Regions from separate parts of the Sus scrofa genome. Here regions 1, 2 and 4 are each linked to region 3. Evidence: chromatin contacts called from public HiChIP or PLAC-seq data. All regions are on one chromosome and are shown on one strand. Each heading gives the region's core, a stretch centred on a gene start, on an enhancer-like site or on the middle of the called end of the contact. The rest is flanking DNA. Distances are from core to core; before and after follow the strand shown.

Region 1 (6,646 bases), core at 2,331-4,830, 130 kb after region 3:
TGCAATGTATTTCCCTTGGTAGGGTTTTTTTGTTTTGTTTTTTCCCTTGTAAAAACTGACAAGATCTAGGACAACTTTATAATAAATTGTTCAAACAGCTTTACTGAACAATAACTATCTGACTCACTTCCCCACGTAATACAATCTTCTCACTTTCTCTTATGTTTATTACTTTGGAAACTACTTCAGCATTTTTCAAATTAGCTTCACTCTGGACAAAGAAGTAACCTGATTGCAGTACGTTGTTAACATGCAATAAGCAAGAGAGACCTTTTTGATGAATATTCTCACCTTCTACCTCAACACAGGTGCTCTGCATTTATGGAAATGTTGCAGGTAGATGGCTTTGTATGTTTTACAAACTATAATATTAGGACATGCCCCATTATAAGATTCCAAAAATTACCAGTGCTGCCTCTGTTATCCACATTTTAAAAGTATTTAACCTTCGGTAACATAATCTATTGTGCTTATTTCAAAATAAGGAGAGAAACAACTGAAATATTCTATCAAGTTCAAAACTTCCTACTTCACTGTCACAAAACTTGACCTACACTCAAAGTTTATTTAAAAAAAGAAAAAGAAATTCACAAGTCAGAGCTTCAAGTTCTCATCATATATTAGAAGGATGTTAATTATTTTATGCCCGGAACCTTTTTACAAGCTCCAAACCCTTCCCTAGTACAATATTTTAGGAATCTGAAATTATTTCTGTACTTCTTACCACCCAAGCACCTGACAACTTGTATTAAAAATAGTATATATACAGGAACTCCCTAGTTACTATCTCCCTGAAGTTTTAAGGCACTCAAATTAATGAGTCTTCTTTCTAAGAATTACTGAAGAGGTTGATGAAAACACATATCAAACTATTCAGGTGTAATTCTCTCACTAAAACCAACAGATTTCTGTTACTACAAGATAGTAGGACTAAGGAACATTACCATATCCAGTAGCCAGTCTGTACCTTTCCCAGTATCCTTCTCCGTATCCATAACCATGCCCTGCTCTCTCTTCCATCATGCTCCTCGTATTGCTGAGTGAGGCGCTAGCTCCTTCATTAAATAGCATTAAAAATAGACTGCACAGAACTCCCCAGTGGAGCATGCTCTAACAGGGCTAATGCCACAGTTCTCAAGGTAACCATACTCAGCTGGTATCTAAGAGGGAAAGTCACTGAGAGATCGGCAATTTGCAAATCTAATAGCACACACAAATCCGTCTCAGTCTGAGCTGAATACTGTAAGAGAAATCAGCATGGGGTAAAATTAAGTCACAGAGAAGCTGAAAGTTAATTTCTGGAGCTGCATAAGTTTCGTAAATATGCCTCATCTAAACAAAGTACTCTGTTGACTAGGCATTGATCCACAGCAACTTATATTATTTATCAGATAACATAAGCCAAGTTAGGGTAAAGTAAGAGTATATGAGGGTAAATTAAGACATCTATGCACAGGAGTCTAAATGTCTTAAAACCACATTTAAAGTAAATTACTTTAAACCAAATATTAGTCTTAATAAGCAAAAGTAGCAATAGGTTAGCATTCTGTATCTTTTGCAAGGAGGAAGTGTACTCCTGGAAGAATATTCTAAATACACTCTCCCGAAAATTTAAAAACATTCTGTTAGTTGAAGTGATACTAAGTATAAGAATGTGATAAGAAGGAAAATACAGGATCGAACACAAATACATACCTTAAAAATCCATGTAAGACTGAAAAGAGTGTATGCATAATTTCTCATGTGCATCCACTTTAGGAGGGGGGCAGAAGCAATTACCACCAAGATAGTTGACTACTCTGCTATTGCACAAAACATAGCCAGAGCACTAAATTTCCAAATGATTGCCTCCTGTGAAAATGACATTCACTAAAATCCTATGAAGACCTGCAAACTCTGCAGTAACACAAATACAGAGAATCAAAGGAGTAGGTGCATTTAATTTCAAGTGTCAAAGGTTGTCTAACTTTGACCAAATGAAAAATGATTTCCTGTCATCCATTTCTCTGTTTTCTTAAAACAATCATAGCCATTTTGACCTCCAAAGTGAATGAGAAAGAGGTGGGAATCATTTGGATATACTCAGCAGTGAAATGAAATCTTGTCTAGATTCACTCCAACTTTGGGGAATATCATTTTTATTTAGAGAGGCTGAAAGGTCATAACAGCAGACTTAAAAAATCAGAAATTAAAATGGATATCCCAAATGCTTGTGAAAGTGATTTCCTCCAGCCTTATATCACACTTACTAGCCTTCCATCCTATAACTTTCAATTTCTTCTTTGCTTTTCCTTTCAGGCTTGGACTCTGTCCTTGTCCTGTAATTTCCGGATACGGGACCCAAGCAGCTGACAGCAACCACATCCACTCCAGCCTTATTTCTATGCATAAATATCCAGTGAGTCAATTTTCCTTCCTAAGAAACTTTCTTAACACCTTTCTAATTCAACTCAGTTCTACCACCGTATCTACAACCTGAAACAGGAGAAGTTCAATTTGGAGTTTGCAATGAAACACAGATTTCAAACATGTAAATATAACACTGACCACCTTTTCACCCCAAAACCATTGGGAGTCAGAACCTGTCCTGTGAAGACCACAGATGAGAACTTTTGGCTCCTTGGATAGGTCTTTCAAATGACATAAGAGCACTGCAAACTTTCTACCAAGACACCTGCAGAAATCACTGCAGACTTTTCTGATGAAGAGACCTGCCCTTTTCAGTTCTCTCCTAGCTTTCCAAGTCTGCCTCACTCGGGCGAGGGGGTGTCTACCCCTCCTTTGACAAAACATAAAAATACAGAATACAGACATAACAATAGTGTTCTACAAACACCAAGGAGAAATACAGATTAGGAACAATTCGAAAGAAAAACACAGACGTAAGGCAGACAGGGGAAAACAAACAAACAAACAAAAAACAGCCCACAAAGGGCGTACAACATTCACGTCGGAAGACCTTGATTATTACCTTGACCAAACAGTGGATATCCCCCCAGCGTCCTGGTGCCTTGATTGATTTGATTTAGTTTTTGGCTTTTATTGAAATTGTTTCTCACGGATTGATTTGGCTTTGTTTGGTTTGGCTTGGCTTATTATTGTTATTTTTGGTCGATTTATTTAATTGCTAGTAAAAACACCTTTCTGCGGCGTCCGCTGGGCTGCCGGCAGGGCTGCAGCGACCACAGCAGCCGCGACTGCGGCGGCTTAGGCAGACGACCCCGCGGCCCCCGGCTACACCTTGCTCCTCAGAATTCGCTCCAGGGGCGCCGCTGCTGCCTTCTTCGCCCTGCTAGCTGCAGAGCACCAAGGTGCACCCGCCTCCTGTCTGTCTGGCAGTGGGTCCCAGCACCTCTGTCTGTCTGGCCGTCTGTCGTTCAGCCTGGCAGCCCTCGAGCTTCTCGTCCCACGCTCCGCTCTCCGAGCTGCCCCTCGCGTTGGTCTGTCTGTCCTTCTGCCGCTCAGTCCTACTAGCAAGGCAGGGTCCTTCACGTCTTCAGTGCCTACATCTCTCTCGCTATGCCACTCAGTGCCCCCGGCCGCTTCCCTCGGACAGAGGAGGGCGTCTGGAGGAAGGGAGCACAAGGATGCTTCTCTCTCCTGCCTCCTCTCTCTCCTCTTCCCCTGCCTCTCCCTCCCTCCCTCTGCGTGCTGGTCTCCGCGTCTCCAGCTGTCTAACTGCTTCCACCTGTCCGTCGCTCTGTCACTCTCCCGTCGTCCCCCCCCCCCCCAAGAGAGTCAGCTCGGGGCGTCCCTGGGTCCCTCGAGTCCCCCTCCCCGCCTCCTCGCGCCCCTGCCCTCCCACGCTCCCGGCTCCTCCCCGAAGCCCTGGCCGTGTCCGGTCCCCGCCCGGGCTAGAGGCAGCGAGCGCGGATGGCATGTGGAGAGGCAGCTGCTCGGCCGGCAGACTCCAGCCCCCGACCCGCCACACCCCGGAGATGGCCGCGGCCGGGCGCCTGTGGGGACCCGGCCTCTGGCATGGGACGCGCATGAGTTGGCCGAGCAGGAGAGCGGGCACCTGCCCCGTGCAGACGGCGCGTGAGGTGCTATCCATCCCTCGGCGGTTCTCCTCCCGCCGCTGGGCTGGAGACAAAGCGGGTGAGCCACGCGCGCTCGCGTGAGCATCATTCATCAGAGAGAAAACTGGCACGTTTCCCCCTGCCCCTCCACGCGGACTCCCCGCTCTCCACCCGCGGGCACGCAGTCCTTCCTGTCCCAGGTCGAGCACCCCACGTACCTCACCCGGGCGCCTCCCGACTCCCGTGAACTGTCGGCGAAGCTTGGCTCACTCCCCTCCTCTGGGGCTCACTCTCCAGGCCAACTCTGCAGAGAATATCCCACAACAATAACACCTCACTCCACCCCAGTGAAGCCTTGGCCTCAGAGCTCTCAGAGATTCGAGGCTTTGAGCAAGACCCCAAGACCAGGCGCGCGGCGCCAAGCGCATTCCCAGTGGGCACCCGCCCAGCCCTCTGCCCACCGAGTGCTGCTTGAGAATCAACGAGGTGCCGCAGAAACTCGGGCAGGCTAGGGCGTGGGGCAGGGCGCAGAGTTGACATCCCAAGAAATAAAAGTGCTGCATTTCCCGTTTGTTCTGGAAATGTGCTATTTTTATTACCTGTAATTCATTTTTTTTTCCATTGTTTCAAGGCACACACTACCAAAAAAAAAAAAAAAAAAAAAAAAAAAAGGGAATAGTGGAGGAATGGGAATACATTTCCGGAATACCGCCCACCCTTCCTGAGTGAATGTCGAGCCTACTCTCCCAACATTATAGGTCACTAGCCAAGACAGATCACTCTGGCTTTCTGCCCCCAGCTGAGAGCAAGGCATTTGATTCTGGGCTTCTTTGCCAGGCTGTTATTAATGTGAAGCAAAATTATAGTTGTACATGCCTGCATGGAATTGCCAAAGCTCATTCTGACAGTATCCAGCAATTCAGCTTCTGAAATGTAGACGCTGAATAACTATGGATCTGGTGCAATGAATGCCCTATTCCACAATAAATTGAAGAGGAGAAAATCAACTTTTACCAGCTGCAATTAGTAACCTCATGAATAGACAACAAATAAATAACTAGCGTAAAACCATGCCATGAAAATGTCCATGTCCTTTTAGTTCATTTATTGACATCCATTACCAATGACAGATATTATAAACAAATTTATTAAGGGATATGACTTCCAATTTTTATAAGAATGTAATTTCAAACAGCTGTAGCCCCTGTTCATATATGCTAAGACATTGATTAAAATACCAAACAGATATGTGTAGTTCTAGTAAATGCTATTGAAAAAAATAGGATAAGGTTACATTGGTCTTTGATGAATAGATAATTATTTCCCAAACAGTAGAAATTGTCACCCTTGGGGATCAGCTTGTGCTGGAATAAGAATAAATCTGCTATACGAAGTTTCAGCAAATGAAGCCTAAAGAATTCAAGACCCTTATGTTAATCTATTTTTTGAGCATTTTGACTCAGTCCTCTCCAGAAGCATTTTGACAGACATTTCTCCTCTCCTTCCAGCCATATGGAATTCAAGGGAAAATTCATTAAAAGTATTTCTAATTCTTTTTCCTTTCCTTCATCTCAAGTCATGTTCTAAAAAAACCTACTTTCCTTGGGGGAAACTATTGTGCCAGGTTGTGCTGTGTCTTAAATTCACACAACTTGGACTTCATTGAAAGAGGGTCAGTGTGCTTGATTTTTCTTCTATGCAGAACTACACCTAACCATCTCCTGAATGGATGCATGGGTAATCTACTAACAGGAAACCTTTACAGTGTTTTCTTAACACACAGTCTTTCTACAATGAATCAGATCTCACTCTGAAAGTTCACACACACACACACACACACACACACAAACTCCATCCTATAAACCAGATTAGAAATTATAACCATTGAACAGGAGGAAGGGGAATTCAATCAGCACTCTTTGTACACACTTCAGTGATTATGTTAAAACAAATAAACAAAAAACCCATTTCTATATCTTACCAGTGAATAGACAAGCTTAATGATAAAAAATGCAATTTCTCAGAGCTTAGCCTTTATTTACAATGGAAAGCATCCCCCAAAAGAATAACATTAATTTAATTCAGCTAAATTTTTCTACCTTTTCTCATAATATATAGTCAAAAAATTAGGAACTAGAGAAGGCTCAAGCTTATTTGAGGCCATATAGATAATTAGCATTTTAAATTTTGCATCCCAGTGTGGGACTGAAATATACTTCTGGGAATATTAGGCAGGCAATAAGTGATTCTTCCACACATTTGGAAAGTGTATTTCCTTAAATAATTTGAAACAGTTACCATTTCTTAAAGCTCTTGACCTGTCCTATACTTACTTTTAAACTCATAAAGTGATTATCTACCTTATTGGACTTGTAGGTGACATCTACAATGCTGATGCAGAGGTGTTTCTGCACTGAAAGTATCCTAAGTTTGGGGGTGGGAAGTAGTGGTAATGTGGTGGGGGGGAGGAAGTGTAATAGGGAAGAACAAATCTGACTCAATATTGGATCTGTTTCTTTTACTTTAACCTTTGTATTCTATTGCTTTTGCTTTAAGACTGTTGCCTATATCTTGAAATATACAGGAAAGCCTATTCTCAAGGCTCTGGCCCTTAAGATATAACACTT
Region 2 (6,079 bases), core at 104-2,603, 150 kb after region 3:
CTCAAAAATTACAGTCCCATAGAGAAAGAATAAAAAAAATCCCCTCCTTTGCAAAGCTCAGCACGAGTGGGAATCCTGCCATTGAACAGTCTGTCCATGTTCAATTTTAGCATCATATAATTTCCTGCATAATTGTTTAAATGTCCTCATTCTCATCTCTGTCGCTTTCCCCACACTTTGCTATTTTTTAAAGAAAGCATCCAAACTGCATGTCTGGTTCAACGGGGAATTTCACAGAGGAAAAATGCCAGACTACATCATATGCCTTGAGTTATCGCAACACCTAAGGAAAAAAAACACCGTGCATCCGAGATGGAAGTCCTCCAGTTCACTGCTGCCTCCGGTGACCTCCCTTCTTTGCCAGCCGCTTCAAGGCCAGGCATGTAAAAATTCCTCATGTGTTTGTGTCATTCGATTCCCAAATATCACATAACCAAAAATATTAAAATAAAACTGCTCATAACATTTTCCTGAATGCCATCTGGGCCCCACTGGAAGCTGACACTATCTGTCAAACTCAAGATAACCACATTTTCCCCTCCTTTGTATGTGTTAATGTTTGTCATAATGGATTTCACTTTAATGCCCCAATTACATTTATGACATTCTTTCAACCGAGTGGCACTAATGACTTTCATTATTATTTATGCTCCTCCTTAATTATAAGACTCTCACCTCTCTCATTACACACACTCCTTCATAACCCCCTCACTTGCATACATGCTCTCTGGTATGAGGCTAATGTGCCTTGGCTTCCAATTTCGGAAAACACAATGATTAATTACTCCTGTTAAATCATCCTACCCTAGGGTGATCAGATTGGCAAAATGAGATGAAGGTCCAGATTGCTACTCCAGAAGGATTTCCCAGGACACCTGTCAGAGAGAAAAAAAAAAAAGAAGAGGTGCCCCAACCCCCTAATCAATGAATGCATGGCATCCATGCTTGTCTTAGCTCTGGGATGAATCACAAGGAGATGCAATTTTAAATTAAAATAAAATAGCAAAGCTTTGGTACAAATGCCTGGCTTTATAGATGACGATAATCAGATTCAATGATGTGACGAAGAACTGAGCATCCTCTGAAGTACACCATTCCTTCTGTCAATTAATATTGTTTCTAGAAAGAGCTTACCTGGTTTAGTAGACTGAAAACACTGGACCAATTTTTTTCAGTTTCTCCATTAAGAAAAGGAATACACTTTATGCCCCTTAAATCTGTGCTGGGCTTATGGTTTGATTAGCCAAGAATGTGGCAGAAGAAACGTTGTATTTGTTCCAAGCCTGGGTCTCAAGAAGTCTTATGCCTTCCACTCGGCTCTCTCAGTACCTCTGCTATTTCCATGGGAACAAACCCAGCCTCTCCAGAAAGGTCCACCTGTCCCAGGCAGCCCTGAGTGACTTACCAGCTAAATGCAGTTATACATCAAGCCCAGCCAAGATCAGACAAATCCATAACACCCCATCCAGCTAAATCTGGCTCAAATTGCCAGTGTGAAGAACCCTGAGCTCAGGAATGGTTTGAAGTATTTAAAATGTTTTAGGGTGGTTCATTACCTAACATAAGCTAACTGGTTTACCTGGCAAAAGCAAGACATCTGGAATGGAATCTATGATGAAGGTTGCAGAGAAAATAATCATTAAGGAGAAATTTGCTCTAGGAATGGAAAAAAAAAAAAAAAAGAGTGAACTCAGCAAATCTGAGAAGGAGCTAGTATTCTAATCTTTCTCACTCCATAAATGAGAACACTGAGGCCCAGAGATGGCTCAAGTTCAAACTGATGAAATAATCTGCATAAAATCTCAGAGGAGAAAACAAGATTCAAACTTAGTATTTGGCTCAAAAGTCAATACATGTCCAAGCACAACATTTGCTGGCACAAAGATCAAGACACCTCACCATCAGGAAGCAGCATTTCCTGAGAATCTCTTACCTTTCTCATTGTTCCAGCAAGGACTGGCAAAAAGAGGTGGCTGGGCAGAGAGGGCAGGAGGATAGCAAAGCCTCTTGTTTCTGTTCTCATCGAGAGACAGAGCTGGCCTCTTCCCATCTCTTTCCTCAGCTGATGGACTTGAGAAATGTCAGAGGCAGTTGCTTAAGCCATAGTCAAAGGCACAGCCAGGCAGAGCCATGAATTTTGCCAAAAGCCACATTTCAGTGTATAAAATGAATTTGCTGACAAGTGTGAGTTATGGTTAAAAGGCTTGCATGTTTCCTTAAGGGCCTAAGCATTTCTTAGAACAGTCTCTAGAATCATTGCCATTAGTATGCTGGCCTTTGCTCTCTTTGTAGAAAAATTTCCATCTAAAATCACAGTGTCATAAAAATTAAGCAGTTTCACTGCATTTTCCCCCTTTGCTGAGAAACTAATAAGGATGAATCCCTTTTAAACCACTGTATGCCAAAACTGATTTACAATAAACACAAGCTGAAAAATAATAGTAATGATTTAGAAAGTTCTCAAGTAATGTATAATCCAATTTGAATTAAATTTCCTCTTTATCCAATTTTGTTTTTATTTATTCTAAACTATTTCAAACTTCATGTATATAAGGTTCTACAGGAAACTTGATTTTATATACATACCATTTAATAATTTATTCAAAAAATTTACTCACTCTCCTGGCCTTTGACACAAGGCTTAGCCCCAACACTAACTAGATGTGGGCTCCCTCAGCCCCATCAATCTCTATAAAAAATGGAGATAAAACTCTTATGTATGAGATCCCTCTGAAGTCTGTGAAACTCGTTATTTTATAATGAAAGGTATCTCTAAATACTTTGGATGAATTTGGATTTTTCTAATTTAAACACTATCAAAGTAGAATACGTTTGACATACTGAGTCTTTCCAAGAGATCTTTAGTAGACTTAATTTTGGAAGGCAAAGTATTACCAGAACAGATTCTTACCGTCAGATGATTACATCTAGAGGGACAACTGAAGGAGACTATTGAGGTGGCTTCCATAGTCTTTTCTCATGTGATAATGTCAGACCAATGAGTTTCACGCAGAAATCTGCACAAGGCAGGTGGAAAGGCCCGCTGCTTATCCAAACTGCAGCTGGTAATTCTCTATGTAACTCTTCCCTAGCTGAAGTCATTTTGCCCCTGTGGTTAGGTGAAATGTCACACATTCTTTTGCACATGAAGTTCTAAGTTCCAAAGTGTTATGAGTTACACGTCCCCTAGAACAGTAAGTCCTGTGACAAATCTTAATTCCATTGGCTGACAGACTATATCAAAATCACCTCAAATATCTCTCATTCTGACCTAGGACATTTTAATTTATTAATTCCAGAATGGGGTCAAGGATTCTGTGTTGTTCATAAGCCCTTGAGATTTTATGACTCTACTGCATATTGTTTCATGTGAGGAGATGGAGGAATTAAGTGAATTTTATTCTAAGTAGCCAAAATGTTACTGTACACTTTGTACCCAATCCCTGATATTTGTTACTAAGGAGATTTGGGATATTAACCATGCTAAAATAAGAGGTAATATGAATTTTGAGTACCACTGGCAATCCTTGTGTATGACCTAAAATTATCATTTAATTAATCTGGGTATCATTTTCCTTACCTGTAAGAACAGTCAGACCATACAATGATCACCCTCTTTGATGAGGTGACAGGGTGTCCTCAGAGCTTCTTCTAGGGTCACTGTAGCTGTGAGTCTGGGCAGTGGTTAAACAGACCAGGCCACACAAGGCTTCTTGTGTCCAGCCCTTCTCTTTGATTTGTTTACAATGTTAAATAGTATTGTGTCTGGAGAAAAGGCTCCAATGATAAAAGTCTGGACAAGATGTCTCCAAGGGCCATTCTCACTCTGCTGTTGTGTACAAATAGCCATTAAAAGGAGAATTACACCAGAACAGGATCACTTGAGAAGTAATGTTGATAACACGGTCTGACCCACAGTTACGGAGCAATTAGCAGCAGCTCTGTCTAAAAGACTTACAGTAAACCATGGTCTCATTGATTTCTGTAGCTATTAGAACTAACTCTCTAAGCTAAAGAAACAAGCCTGGCAATCATGATTAGAACTCAATAATTGTGACCCTTTATTTTTCATGCTGTGCCTCTTGTTACATAAGGCAGAGCACTAGTAATGGTTGCTGCATAATACCACCTCACAGCACATCTTCAGTATTTGGAGAGGGTAGCCTAGAGTCTTTGGCATACACTCATTCTTCAAGATCTTGCTCAAATGCCACCCCATCCCTACTGAGGAAAAAATTAATGATTCCCAAACCTGAGTTTTCTCAGCATCTAATATGAACAGTAAATAAAAATGACAGTGATGAAAATAATTTCTTCTCTGCGTTAGGCTTTCTTATTTTTGTCCACATCCAAGGCATATGGAAGTTTCTGGGCTGGGGATCGAACCCATGCTTCAGCAGTGACCTGAGCCGCCCCAGAGACAATGCTAGGTCCTTAACCCACTGTGCCACAGCAGAAACTCCTAGGCTTCTTTCTTATCTCAGGAATGACCTGTGTTTTACCTAAAAAATATTGTGGTACATACTTATTTTCACTCAAATCTTTCTCCACTCTCAGATTGAATGCTTTCTGGAGTTTAGTAATCTTTTTGGTTGATGAATAAATCAGTAAATTAATTAATGCTTTATTTATACCTGCTACCTTCTCATTCTTCCAGTCCTCAGAGATTCTCTTGGCTCCAAATCAGAGCTGCTAGTTCTGATTCAGCTACTCAGCTAGGCTGCACTCTAATGAAAACACAAGCAATGGAGGATGGAGCAAGATGGCTGAATAGAAAGACTCTGAGCTCACCTCCTCTCACAAGCACACCAAAACCACAAGTACCTGCAGAGCAACCATCTTTGACAAAGACTGAAACCTACCAGAAAATATCTACAACTAAAGATAAAAAGAAGGAACCACAACCAAATGCGCAGGAGGGGTGGACTTGTGATATAATCAAAACAAGGCACTGAAGTATGCCCGCCCAGTGGACTAACTCATCAGATATTCAGCTCCCCAAGAGACATGTTAGCTTCCCTACTCTTCAGCTGCTGCAAGTATAGATGAGATGTTTTAAGAGTCGAACTTTCTTACTTCCTGGATTCACCATAAGATCCTGTCTCTTCCAAAACCCGAAGCATAACTTTGGCACTTGTCCTTCTCTCAATTTTTCAGCTGTTTTTGTTCCCAAGGGGTTTAAGGCTTCAAAGACTATCCCCTCTTTGGGGACATGGACTTCGCAACTTTGTTCTGCAGAGCATCTTGCAAAGTGGGCTCTTGGTCATCTTCATTAGAAAACAAAAGTTGTTTCCTGAGCATTCTATAATGTGTCTATAGTCTATACTGTGCATAGGGAGAGGGAGACTGGAAAAATAAGGAGAAACTCTTTTACTGGCATGGTGCCCATCACCATCGAGGGTCTGTGTTTTCAAGTTAAAAATGCTGTACAGGAAAAAATATACATATATAAATAAATGATAAAAAAATGATTTTAACTTGTGAGCAGGGCTTTAGTTCCTGTTCTGCTAGGATTATTAGAAAACAAAAAATAATAAATGCTCTTCTCTATGCATATGGATTATATATAAATAGATACATGTTTAAAACACAGACAAAACTAAAATACAGTGCAGCATTAAATGTCAGCAGAGTGGTTATCAGTGTGCAAGGTGGCAGTTCTAATTGGCAGAGTTCAAGAGGTAGCTTCCAGGGTGATTTGCTTATAATATCTGTTATTAAAACTTAGTGGTGGTTTACATAGATATGTTCATTTTCCATCTTATCGTCCTATACAATTATAATTCATGTAACTTAATGTTTGTAAGGTATACTTCAATAAAAGTTTTGAAAGAATGTTGAATTTATTCAATACATGTTTTTGAGTGATTTCTATCAGCAAGATACTATACTGAACATCAGCAGGTATAAATGTGAATAAGATATGGCTTTTATGTTCACAACATCATAACTTAAAATAGGAAAAATAAATTGTACAATTACTTTTATTGTATAGAAATTATATAACTATTTTACCTATTGAAATAGGTGTCATAAAAAGGAAAAACTATGGGGCTTATGGGAGAAGCAAATAAACCAT
Region 3 (5,791 bases), core at 767-3,266:
TTACTGTTTTGAACAGCAGGGATTCCCAGAAGACCTAATGTCCACAGCGTAGGAACTGCTGCTTCATTTCCTCACTAACCTTTGAAAGGGAGGCGACAAAAAAATAGGTGCCCCTAGGAAGTTTATTGATCAAGGGCACTGACATTGAGCAGGTACGGAGGAGTACAGATTACACTGAAAGGAGTACAGATTACACTGAAAAATTAATGGAAGTCTTGAACCTGTTTCCTAGTCAATATTACTGGGGCACACACACAAAAAAATTTTGCACAAAATTTCTCTGGTTTCAGGAACTCCAGAAACCCAATCATGAAATCCAGAATTTAAAACTCCTGATCTCCGGGGAGAGATGAGCAGTTCTCACTCTTTATCATTCAGATATAACACGATTAAAATGAGTTAACTTCTCAATACACTTTTCCAGCAAGATCCTAAATATTAAAAAGAACTGGGGGGGGGGCTTGAGGAATTCAGAAGGAATAAATTTGCATTGATGAAGAGCAATTTAATGTCACTTAGACAAGTTCAGGCATCTATGATCTCTCTCGGGGGGAGAGAGAGAGAGAGGGAGGGAGAGAGAGAGGCTGCTAAAAGAAGCAGGGTGCTCCTTTGAGAGGTCTTTGTGAATTGAATATAGGAGGGAATTGTCTTACGGACATCCCAAAGTATACAGTACATCATTGAAGATGTTTCTCCTTTAGTAGCATTTCCAGCCATGTCTTTAAAAAAATTGCTTGTCATTTGGGACATCCTTTCTAATCTGCTATTAAATTGGTAAGCATATTTTGGGGGGGGCATTCTCCATCTTATCTCAGCTACATTAAAATAAAAACACCCTCCTGGGCCGTTGGGTTTCTGGACCTTCCCATCAACAGAACTGTCTACCAGCCAAGGCAGGACACAGACACTATCTTACAAAACTGTGATTAACACAGAGTGGGCAGAATGTCCCAGTAACAACTTGGCGGATGCTGCTTTCATAACACTGCCAGGGAACACAAGGCTAAAAATGCCCACACTTAAATAGATGAGGCCAAAGCTGAAGCCACGCATGATAATTAGTTTCATTATTAACTGACTAAAAAACAGAGCTGTTTCTTTTGAGAATAAAATTTTAATTAAGGAAAGTTGGTGTTTCAGCAGGTGAGGGTCCCTGGAAAGCTCCTATGATGAAATTTCATGACTGATAACTCCTAAGCGGCCTGGCATTATTAACAAGATCATGATGAAGGACATAGTTGAGCAGTTTAAAAATAGGTGTATTACAACTGCTTTACCTAGGTGTGAAGGAACCACTATTTGATATCTAATACCATGACCATGAACCTAACCACATCTCAGGGGATGCAAACATCTCATCCTAAGACCAGTAAAAACATTTCTGTGGGAGAAAGCAAAGATGATTGCTATTTTATTTTGCAGGCAAAGACATCTGGTCATAAGAGGCAGTATATATTACAGTGAAGACCCAGCCTTCGGGGACAGACTCCTTGTGTCTCCCAGGGTGGTAACTTGTTGCCATACCTCTGTCTCCATCATCTATAAAATTTGGGAGGTGATACAATTGATGCTATCAATCTCATAGGATTGGGGTGAGGATTACACAGTAATCAACAGTAAACATGCTGTCTGGCATATAGAGAGAAAACACTCACGTTGCTTTTATTTATAACTTAAGAAAGTGAAATTCACTTGTTGCCAAGAGTATACCACCCTCAGGGTTTGCCCAGAAGGCATCACACTCTAATAACATGCTTAATCTTCAAGATGATATACTTTCCACTCATTTTTCAGGACAGTTTTGAGTCCCCTGAATAATAAGAAACTCAATGCTTAGGCTAAGAAAACCATCTTTTGAAATATAAAATCCTTTTTATCTCACTTCCATAGAAAGTAAAATATCTATGAAGAACAGCCTGCTATAGGCAAAAATAATTGTAATCTAATGTGAGGCTCTGTTACAGAAGCCCTGTTCTAGAAGAACAGCTGAGCCAGGCTCCAGCTTGCACCCTGCCCTAAGAGGCTGACATCAACACATTAACCCAGGCGAAGCCTGTGCAGCTGTTCTCAGGCATCTGAAGCCCTTTAATTTATCTGCGACTAAGAAATCCATGATCACCACACAGATGACTGCCTGAAATAAAGTAGAATAAAAAGAGAGGAGGATTATATCTTGCAGAGGTAAATTCATTGGACTGGAAAGAAAACAGGCTGGCTTTGAGAAAGGCAGGACTGACATGTGATAGAGAGACTGAGGCTGTGGGGGCCACCCAGGAGGCCAGGGCCTCATGTCTGGATGCAGAAAACCTCCTGATTTCCGAGACAAGGTTGGCTGTGCCAATCAATGACCAATTGTATGGCAACCTGAACTTCAGCTCACGACCTGTACTCAGTTGTCTGGTTCTCAGCAAGTAACTTAATCATCCTTGGCCTTGGTTTCCTCACCATAAACATGACTGTGATTAAGTGAGGGTCCTGGGCTAAACTGAATCTATTTAAGGTCTCTTCTAACATTCTAAAATTTAGACAGGCTTTTTTGGAGGACAGTTTAGTAAATATTTCTTCTGTTGCAAATTTCTGAAGCTCTGGAAGATGTTTTCCATTTTAATATTCTTTTTTTTTTTTATCTCACTTCCAAGAATAGCTGATATTGACATTGGATACTTGAACAGATGCCCCCAGATGCTTCACATTAAACTTGCCAAATTCATTATATTTCTGACGGGGTGCAATAACCAACTGCAACCAAAATTAGAACTTTAATGGCTTCAAAGAACAGCTACATTTGCTACTTAAAAAGAGAATACTGAACCTGAGCCAAATCTGATATTAGGTTTGGTTTAAATTTTTTAAAAAATTTTTCACATGCATTGGGTTTTCACAGAGTCTGTTAAGGTCAGTCTGTTAAAGTCAATCTCTATCAATATCTTTTAGGAGAAAGTAAACAACCCCAGCCAAAAAAAAATCTTCTTCATCTGAATATAGTCCAAAAGGCCTTTACAAATAGTTGCTAATGTATATAACAATACAATGATTTCAAGAGTCACTTTTCTTCCTCTTGACTCAAGTCCCTTAAGAGACTGCTTCTGTGTCATTTATCTTTGCTACATGGTTCCCGCTTCACTCACCCCAGACTCTTCATGCAGTTACAATTCCTGCACACAGCATATGTGTAATGTATTGTTATCATTGAACAAACTCCGATAGATAAAAAGCGTGACGACAATGTTATGTAACATTCCACCCAGACATCTTGTTTCTCAAGAGTGGAACCCAGAAGTCAACAAGTAAAGCAGGCAATGGACACTGAGTTGCCTATGGGTGAGGAGACTGAGTGCAAGTCCTGCTGGGAATCCCTCTTGTCCTCACCTCTTCTGCCCTCCCATCTGGCTACGTGTGACTCTAGTTCCAAGGAAGAGGCAGTTTCCAACAGAAGTAAGAGAAAAGAATGCTTTCCCAATGGGGTCTCCGGTCACAGAGACAAACACTGTGGCTCTGGGCAGAGCACAGAACTCACTGTACCTCCAGTCTCTTAAATGAAGGATGACAGGGCTGGACAATTCCTCTAGCCATTTATGACCTTCATGTTTTTCCAATACTGATAGACATTCTCCTTGTTCTCCTGGGTCTCTATTGACAATTAATTAATTCTATTTGCCACACCAAACAACACTTCACTGACCAACATAATTCCACATCACCTCTCTATTGTCACAGAAATCACATACAAAACACAAACTGCCTATCAGTACATAAAGAATCATGGCATAGGAAGACAGTCAGCAGGCTACTGTTTATAAGTTTAACCTTTTAGGTTTAATTCTTCCGCATGGTATCTAGCAAGCTCAAAAATAATACTCTGCCATTATGGTGTCAAGGGAAGTTGACAAAGCCACTGCCCACCTGTGAAAACGTGTAATCAAATACGTGTGCACTTCTGAAGGCTGGGTGTTGGTGGGGCCATTCTTCAAGAGTCTTCTACAACTGTGGCAGGAACTGTTTCACCACAAACAGTAAATGCTATTTGTGGCAGAAAGAACCACATGCTATTTCCTAATGCTCTATTTACAAGTAGGTGAAAAGCTACTATTCCAATAGGAAAGGCAGCTTAAGCATGGCTCCCAAGCCTCAGAACACTGGGCCACTTTACTGATCTTACTAACATTAATATACCCCCTTAAAGAAATGACTTGGTAAAACTAAGCCACACTCTTTCCTAGGCCAAGCTGGTGAAAAGAAATGAATAAAAGGGGATTTCCCATTGTGCCTCAGCAGAAACGAATCCAACTGGTATCCATGAGGATGTGGGTTTGTTCCCTGGCCTCGCTCAGTGGGTTGAGGATCTGTAATCTGTTGCCATAATCTGTGGTGTGGATTGCAGACTTGGCTCAGATCTGGCATTGCTGTGGCTGTGGTGTAGGCCGGCAGCTGTAGCTCTGATTTGACGCCTAGCCTGGGAATCTCCATATTCCATGGGTGCAGCCCTAAAAAGCCAAAAAAAAAAAAAAAAAAAAAAAAGAAATGAGTAAAAGGAGTAACTTTAGACATCTAAAAGACTAAAGATGATTCTTCTTTTAGAGAATTTAGAAGCCTAATTTGGGGCTATGCTAGGAAAAGGAACATCATATAAAACAAGTTTGGTTTTAATCTCAGAGACAACCAAAAAGATGTACATTTCAGATGAGTATTTTGCAGTCCATAGATGCTATGGTTGAGAAGCTTTCTAGGTGCCTTTATATTTGCACGGATGCAATGGGTTCCATGAACTGTGACAACATGGCAAACTCAAGTAGCGAGTCACAGGGATTGTGAAACCTCTTCTTAATGGTTTCTACACCCCCACACTCCTGCAGTGTTGTACACTTTTTATTTCTGTAGTTAGGGGTAAACTTTTGTGAGCTTTCAGGCCAAATTACCACATACTTTTCTAAGCAATGCCTCTGCTCCCATGCTGTTTCCACATCAACTGCCTCTTCTGTTTCTTGGCAAGGTAGGATGGCTTTGGCTCCAGGAAGGTATATTTTCAAGGCAGGTAGCAAAGAAAGGTTGTCCCAAGTGATCAGCAAAGGGGTCCAGATGGATGGATAGAGATGGTCCTAGCACAATCAGCCTAAAACTACCCAGAAAAAAGCTGTAATCTGACAAATTGCGGCCACACAGCAGAGGTGCTACGGGGTGTCCTACCAACAAAGGAGAGATGTAAATATACGTATCAGAGGGAGGTTAGGTAGCATTTAAGTGAAGCAGTTTTAATAGGTTTAGAGCAGGGCTGGGTCAAGGAGTTACCATCCTTGTCTGGACCAGTGGACCCAGGATCCTATCTCCCTTGTTTTAACCACAGAGTTCAAAAAGATGTGGAATGTTGTGTCCAGGAGCATCTACCTGAACCCCTGTATGTGGGTTGTACCATAACGCTGTTTCTCTATGTTACAGTGACTTAGGTCTTCCAGGTGGGAGCGGAGAGTTTTATTTTTTGCTGATATAAATTCACACAGTCCATCACTTAAGAAGACAAGATTTCTCAGTGAGTAAGAGGGCAGTAGTCACTCAAATGCAGGGGTTACTGTGACTCAAAGCTCAGTGTCCTTAGGAGATGCATATCTGGTTAACACTGACCCTGCTCTTCTCTGTGTCACTTATTCCAGCCTGATCAATGGCTGTGCAGAGTTTTACTTTCTTAGCTTGAGCTAATTTTTACTTTCTCAAGACAAAGATACAGTCATATAGGATTAGAGAGGGGGAGGGAGAGAGAATGCATAATTTCTTTATGGATTCTCAATAAGCATTTCCC
Region 4 (6,565 bases), core at 864-3,363, 140 kb before region 3:
AGGTTCAATCCCTGGACTCTCTCAGTGGGTTAAGGATCTGGCATTCCTGAGCACTGCCATGTAAGTCAAAGATGCAGCTCAGATCCCGCGTTGCTGTGGCTGTGGTGTAGGCCAGCAGCTGTAGCTCCTATTTGACTCCTAGCCTGGGAACCTCCATATGCCTCAGGGGCAGCTGTAGCTCCAATTCCACCCCTAGCCTGGAAACTTCCATATGCCGCAGGTTCGGGTCCTAAAAAGAAAAAAAAAACAAAAAACAAAAAAGGAAGAAAAAAAATGTGTGAAAAATGGCAGTCATTTTGTAGGGTTTTTCCAGGCAGATCTACTGTTGTGTTTTCTACTATTCATTCAAATGCCACATATGTGTTAGTGTGCCTGGGGGTGTAGAATATAGATTCCCATCCAGTGGAAAAGGCAAGGGGAAAGATTTCTGTAAGCGAGTGGGATTTGACCATCACTCCTGTAAAAGGGAAACCGGAACACACAGTGACATGTAATCAGGAAAAAAAAAAAAATCTTTCTCAGAATGGAGAGTCTGACAAAATAGTATAGAAATAATTACATTTGCATGTATAATTTTAAACATTTATCAGCATCCCTATTTCCTTACATAGTAATTAAAGTGCTTCAAATTCTCCTTAGCTAATAGATATATTCTGAAAATAGAATGAAAAAGCTTAAAAAAGAAAAAGATGTTTTTAAGCTAAAAAGTGAGATTAAGGCAGGAGGTCCTGCCATGGAAAAAAGTGTTGACATTTAAAGCTGCAGGATCTCAGTCCTAGAAAACCAGACACTGGGTGACACAGGCAATAAAATTTAATACCCAGATCTCAACAGGTGGACAGGCTGAAGCTATGATAAACTGTTTCAGCTCTGATGTTTAGCCTGGGAACTGGAGCAGCATGCACCAATAGATGGAGTCATTCAAAAACTAGCTGTATGGAGATGAGAGAGAAAGGTGTGGAGATAGAGATGAGAGAGAAAAAGGCAGGGTAAATGAGGGTCCAAAGATGGCAAAACGCCATCTCCACATGACCCAAGATCCAACTGGGAAAACTGCAAATGGCTTTTTGGAGAAAAGTTTGCCTAATATAATAGTCAAAGAAAAAAAAAAAAGTGCTGCTGCTCAGTACTTTCTTACACCAAATGGAGGCATTGCATAGAGAAAAATAACTTCAGCTAAAATTCTGGACCAGGGTATTCATAGTTTGGCTTCCAGATTCAAATTTTGGCTCTAATTGGGATTAGCACACAATCTTTTTGTTTCTCTCTCCATGCAAGCCCAAATTCTGCAGAATAGGGTCTCATCCTGTTTGGGAATAAAAATGGGTCCCTATCTTGCAATATCATTGGAATAATGTGCTGAAATCCTCTCCTGGTTTGCTTCTTGATATATATTCTTTGTGTCTATTTTTCCTCTATAAATGTTTAGTGCAGCCATTGCCAGTTCTACATCTCTTCTACTCCTTCCACACTCTCACCTGGACCCTCTCGGACTGTCTTCCCGCCCCAGTTTCGGATCTCCCTAAACCTCCTCAGCCCCGGGGTCTTTGTTACATCAAGACCACTCTATTTGCCAGTTCTCCAGCCCCCGCCCCCACCTTCTCCCTAGGCTTCGAGGTCAGCACCTCACAGGCCCAGAATCCGAGAATGAGGAACCCAGGTAATACACAAGTTAAGCGAACTCGCAACCTACGTGAGAGGTACTAATTGACTCACCTCTGAGGTCAACGTTCAAACCAGAGGATCAGTGAGCTGTGGACCTCTGCACCGCCAGAGTCTTTTGCCCAACTCAGAGCAAAGATCGTAGAAATGCAGCTGTTAGACCTACGAGAGTGCCTGTAAGATGAGATCTAGCCTTGACTGGGGGAAACATTCTTGCGCAATCTGTAGCAGATCCTGAGGTAAGAAGAAACTGGGGAGAGGTGGAGTTTTCGGCGCTTGTTACAGGGAGGGGGCGTAGTAGCAAGCAGAGTCCTTTGAGTAAGGACACCTGTATTTAAATCTGTGTATTTAAATCTGCTAGGGAACTTGGTTGTTTTGGTTAGTTTTAGTGTAGATTTAAAAAAATGGGCCCCACTCCAGATCTACTAAATCACATTCTCTGAAGTTGAGTGGGGAATATAAGAATAGCTGCAATAATTGGGAGGCTTGAAAAAAAAAAAGAATAGTTGCAGTAGGGGGCAGGTACTTTTGGATTAGATGGCTGGCAATTGCCGTTTATTTTGCAAGATAAATATTTAGAACTTGTATTTCTGTTTTTAGGCATGTGTGTGTATCAAATCTTCATGTTGGATGCCTTAAACCTACACAATGTTATATGTCAATTGCATTTTTAGGGACCCATCGATGGGACACCTGCCCCCCCGCCCCCCGCCTCAGCCAGACACAATAATAATTACTTGCATGAGCTGTCTCACAATAGGAAGTCCTAGATAAGGAACACAGTGCTCCTGTGCTGTTACACTATTACAGAAACTTAACCAACCCGGAGAATTTGAGAGGGGCCAAAAGGAGGGAGTGACAGGGGTCCCCCTTCCAGTAACAATAATATCTCAATAAAATAGGTAGAAATAAATACAAATGTATATCCTTCTATTTGTCAATAACCACATGAGCATTTTTGCATGTTTATTTTCCATATTTATTTGTAATTGCTATTTATAAACATAGAATTCTGGTCTATCAAGTGTTTTTACCAAAATTTACTTAAACATTCCCAAATGTCAAGCACATGAACTTATTTACCATGTATATAATCTTGCCCTCTCCAATCTATTCTCCAGAAAGCAGCTAAAATGCGCTTTATAAAATACGAACATGACTACACCACTTTTATAATTAAATCTTGAGTGGTTTCCCATGGCTTTTCGAATAAGAATCCAAAAATCCTTTTTTTTTTTTTTTTTTTTTTGTCTTTGTCTTTTTAGGCCTGCACCAATGGCATATGGAGGTTCCCAGGCTAGGGGTCTAATTAGAGCTGTAGCCGCCGGCCTACACCAGAGCCACTGCAACACAGGATCCGAACTGTGTCTGTGACCTACACTACAGCTCATGATTTACAAGGAGATCCTGCTGAATAGCATTGAGAACTATGTCTAGATACTCATGTTGCAACAGAAGAAAGGGTGGGGGAAAAAACTGTAATTGCAATGTATACATATAAGGATAACCTGACCCCCTTGCTGTACAGTGGGAAAAATTAAAAAAAAAAAATTTAATGAGTAAACATTCTGTCATCACCAAAAAAAAAAAAAAGTAATTTTTGTAAAAATTGAAAAAAAAAACAAAAAACAAAAACAAAAACAAAAATCCACACCACGTCAGAGTGGGGTAGTGGTTAAGAGTTGGAGTTTTGTACCCAGATAAAGCCTTCCATCAAAACTTGCTCCATAACTCAGTACTGTGCTTGTGGAGCTAGTGAATAAGGCTCAATGTCCTCATCTAATCTCCTGGTTTTTTATGAGGACTAATTAAAATGTGTAAGAAGCACTTAGCAAAGTGTCTGGCACATAGCAAGTGCTCCGTAAATGTAAACTGCAGTTATTTTTAGCCATTATAAGTGCTCTTCTGACCCCAGCATACCTTTCAAGTCTCACCTGGCACCATTATTTACCTAGCTCCTGATGCTCTGGCCATATGACCCTTCAGTCAATTCTTCAATAAACTATAACCTTTTTTTTTCATGTTAGAACCTTGATATATTATTCTCCCCCTATCTAGACTATACCTCCTTTAACCAACTAACATCTCCTCAAATTTAAGATTTTAGCCTCCATTTTTCTTTCTTTGTACAAAGCGTCCCTGAGCCCTAATAGAAATCATCAGTCTCCTTCTTGAGGCTTGTGCACCCATCCTGCAGCTGCTGTGAATGCTGACCCATTCTCTGGAGAACTGACTTACAATTGTTCTCAGCTATTATTATGAATCAGAATCACCTGGAGAGTTTTTGCCCCTCAGATTTCCTGGTCCCAGTTCTAGAGTTCCTGGTTCAGAGGTTCTGGGAAGATCTCTGAGAAGTGATGGTCTAACAAATTCCCAGGTGACGTTGATGAATCATTAGCATCATGATGTTATTGCTCTCCACTGGAGGTAAAGCCTCCTCGGTTGAGGGTTACAGCCAACCCTGCCCATCCCTCCTTCACATTGAGGACAACTCGCTGACAGGGGAAAAAGAATGGCTTCCTCACCACAAAGTGCAAACAACTCTAGGGTACAAGTCTGGCTCCAGAGTCCCCATGGGATCAAGATGAAGCCACAGATTTGCTCAGCTCCTTTCTCTGCCCCACCCTGCTTCCCCCCACTTTCATTTCCCTCAGAGTACTCCTTTGATAAACAATGTGCAATATAAAAAATGTTCAACATCACTAAGTATTAGAAAAATGCAAATCAAAACTACAATGTGAGACCACCTCACACTGGTCAGAATGGCCATCATTAATAAGTCCACAAACAACAAATGCTAGAGAGGTTGTGGAGAAAAGGGAACCCTCCTACACAGTTGATGGGAATGTGGATTGGCACAAACACTCTGGAGAACAGTGTGGAGATTCTTCAGAAAACTGAATATAGAACTACCATATGATCCAGTCATCCCACTCCTAGGCATAGATCCAGACAAAACTACAATTCAAAAGATACACACACCCTTATGTTCATAGCAGCACTGTTTGCAATAGCCAGGACATGGAGGCAGCCTAGGTGTCCGCTGACTGATGAATGGATTAAGATGTCATACATATATACAGCAGAATACTACTCAGCCATAAGCAAGAATGAAGTAATGCCATTGGCAGCAACAAGGATGGAAGTAGAGATTCTCATACTAAGTGAAGTAAGTCAGAAAGAGAAAGACAAATACCACATGATATCACATATGTGGAATCTAAAATATGGCACAAATGAACCTACCTACAGAACAGAAACGACACAGAGACAGATTCAAAGACAGAGAACAGCCAAGGGGGTGTAGGGAGGGGGTCAGATGGACTGGGAGTTTGGGGTTAGTAGATGCAAAATATTACAGTTAGAATGGCTGGGCAATGAAGTCTTACTGTATAGCATAGGGAAATGTGTCCAGTCTCCTGGGATAGAACATGATGGGAGATGATATGAAAAAAAGAATGTGTGTGTGTGTGTGTGTGTGTGTGTGTGTGTGTGTATAAACTGGGTCACTTTGCTGTACAGCAGAAACTGGCACAATATTGCAAATCAGCTATCCTTTAATAAAAAAAAAATGACATGCACAAGAATCCCTGTCTCAACCTTCACTTCTGAGGAGCCCAAAGACACATTCGTAGAAATAACATGTGGAGATACAGGTAAATCAAAAGAGCAAAGTACAAAGAGAAAAGAATACAGATTTCTTCAGGAGAGAATTTCAGGGGCTTTCTACAACGAAGCAAACATATTATCCCTTGAAACCCTGAGGAAAGGACAAGATGCATCCCATAAAAATCTTAAAAGTTATCAGCATCATTTTTAACAAGCCTCAAAGCCCAGTTGTACCTGAGGCCGTGAGTACTTGGAATTGCCCTACCTCTGAGGTGCTGGGTTGTCATTTCATATAATGAGACAATCTTTACTTTCTAGGACCTTACACAGGGAGGCTCTATAAATTCTGCACCAGACAGAGTGTGGAAGTGTCTTTTAATGGCCACAACAACTACCATTTCACTGTCTGGGATCTGCCGATATGAGATAATGTTGATAAACTGCATTGCTTTCTGCCAGCAATAAAACTAGAGAGCAAACAGAGCTTAAAGCCTGCGACTAACTTTTCGTTACAAGCAAGGCCAGAGGGCAGGAAACGGGATGGATGAGGATGCCTCAGTGGCTGGTTTCTAGAAATGGGCTATGGAGTCCCACATGGCCAACACTCTGGAATCAGTGTCATCTTTGTAAATCAGAATTAATGGGCTCAGCCGTCTTCCTTGGGCAGGTGTCAGTGCCCTCCTTCCCAGGCTGGCATGCTTGCAGTGGGGGCTGCAGCCATCTGGACTGCTGTCAGGAAATCATGGTGATGCTGAGTTTGGACCACAGGGCAATTAGCAGGGCTCTCCACAGCAGCTTTGTGTATGCTGGAGCCCTCCTCACCAGTCCATTCCTCATGCCTGACGTGACATTATCCACTTGGCTACAATAATAATGAAGGCATGGGCTGACCAGGCCATCTGGTATGTTGGTAAAAATAACAAGAATTTCCCAGCATAGGAAAAGGTCCCAATCACAAGTCATAAGAGAAGTACCTGGTGCTGAGTCTGGTTGGATGTACTTCCAGATTTGCACACTTTGAACAATAGGGGGCGTGAGGTGTCTATGTTGTCTGTGGTTCTTATTTTGCTTGCAAAAACCCTGATACCTTTCCTAGTTTTACCAGGTTAGTCTACCAGGAAGATTTGCAGGTTGGTTTTCTAGTCCTTGAATAAGTTCAAGAAAGACAACTCTGGCTGACAAAATCGCAAGAGATTTCTTGGAGTTGATAGTTCCCACAACACCGTGAGAGCAAGTCCAGGCAGGATTCAGGTTTACCTTTTACTAAAGGTCCTGAACAAAGCTATAACAAGGA

The links. HiChIP or PLAC-seq counts read pairs in DNA pulled down with a chosen protein or histone mark.
Region 1: a contact with region 3 is called in an H3K27ac HiChIP or PLAC-seq map of skeletal muscle. The contact joins two enhancer-like sites. A contact is called at or near these places in 1 of 47 Hi-C or Micro-C datasets (skeletal muscle) and 1 of 2 datasets of contacts at active chromatin or transcription factors (skeletal muscle).
Region 2: a contact with region 3 is called in an H3K27ac HiChIP or PLAC-seq map of skeletal muscle. The contact joins two enhancer-like sites. A contact is called at or near these places in 1 of 47 Hi-C or Micro-C datasets (skeletal muscle) and 1 of 2 datasets of contacts at active chromatin or transcription factors (skeletal muscle).
Region 4: an H3K27ac HiChIP or PLAC-seq map of skeletal muscle shows a contact between it and region 3, with 2.9 times the contacts expected there. The contact joins two enhancer-like sites. A contact is called at or near these places in 2 of 47 Hi-C or Micro-C datasets (fetal skeletal muscle and skeletal muscle) and 1 of 2 datasets of contacts at active chromatin or transcription factors (skeletal muscle).

Annotation. Positions count from the first base shown.
Region 1 is chr13:20,931,930-20,938,575 of Sscrofa11.1, reverse strand. No RefSeq gene overlaps it. Among named protein-coding and RNA genes, the nearest start is that of ARPP21, 20 kb to the left of the region's middle. Within about 2 kb of position 3,580, at least 16 of the 83 cell types and tissues checked have an H3K27ac peak or open chromatin away from gene starts, as enhancers often do. A contact at or near this core is called in skeletal muscle, where this site is marked.
Region 2 is chr13:20,911,740-20,917,818 of Sscrofa11.1, reverse strand. No RefSeq gene overlaps it. Among named protein-coding and RNA genes, the nearest start is that of ARPP21, 41 kb to the left of the region's middle. Within about 2 kb of position 1,353, at least 4 of the 83 cell types and tissues checked have an H3K27ac peak or open chromatin away from gene starts, as enhancers often do. A contact at or near this core is called in skeletal muscle, where this site is marked.
Region 3 is chr13:21,063,991-21,069,781 of Sscrofa11.1, reverse strand. The region is part of intron 20 of ARPP21 (cAMP-regulated phosphoprotein 21); the gene reads right to left. Among named protein-coding and RNA genes, the nearest start is that of MIR128-2, 28 kb to the right of the region's middle. Within about 2 kb of position 2,016, at least 10 of the 83 cell types and tissues checked have an H3K27ac peak or open chromatin away from gene starts, as enhancers often do. A contact at or near this core is called in fetal skeletal muscle and skeletal muscle, where this site is marked.
Region 4 is chr13:21,204,214-21,210,778 of Sscrofa11.1, reverse strand. No RefSeq gene overlaps it. Among named protein-coding and RNA genes, the nearest start is that of MIR128-2, 170 kb to the right of the region's middle. Within about 2 kb of position 2,113, at least 4 of the 83 cell types and tissues checked have an H3K27ac peak or open chromatin away from gene starts, as enhancers often do. A contact at or near this core is called in fetal skeletal muscle and skeletal muscle, where this site is marked.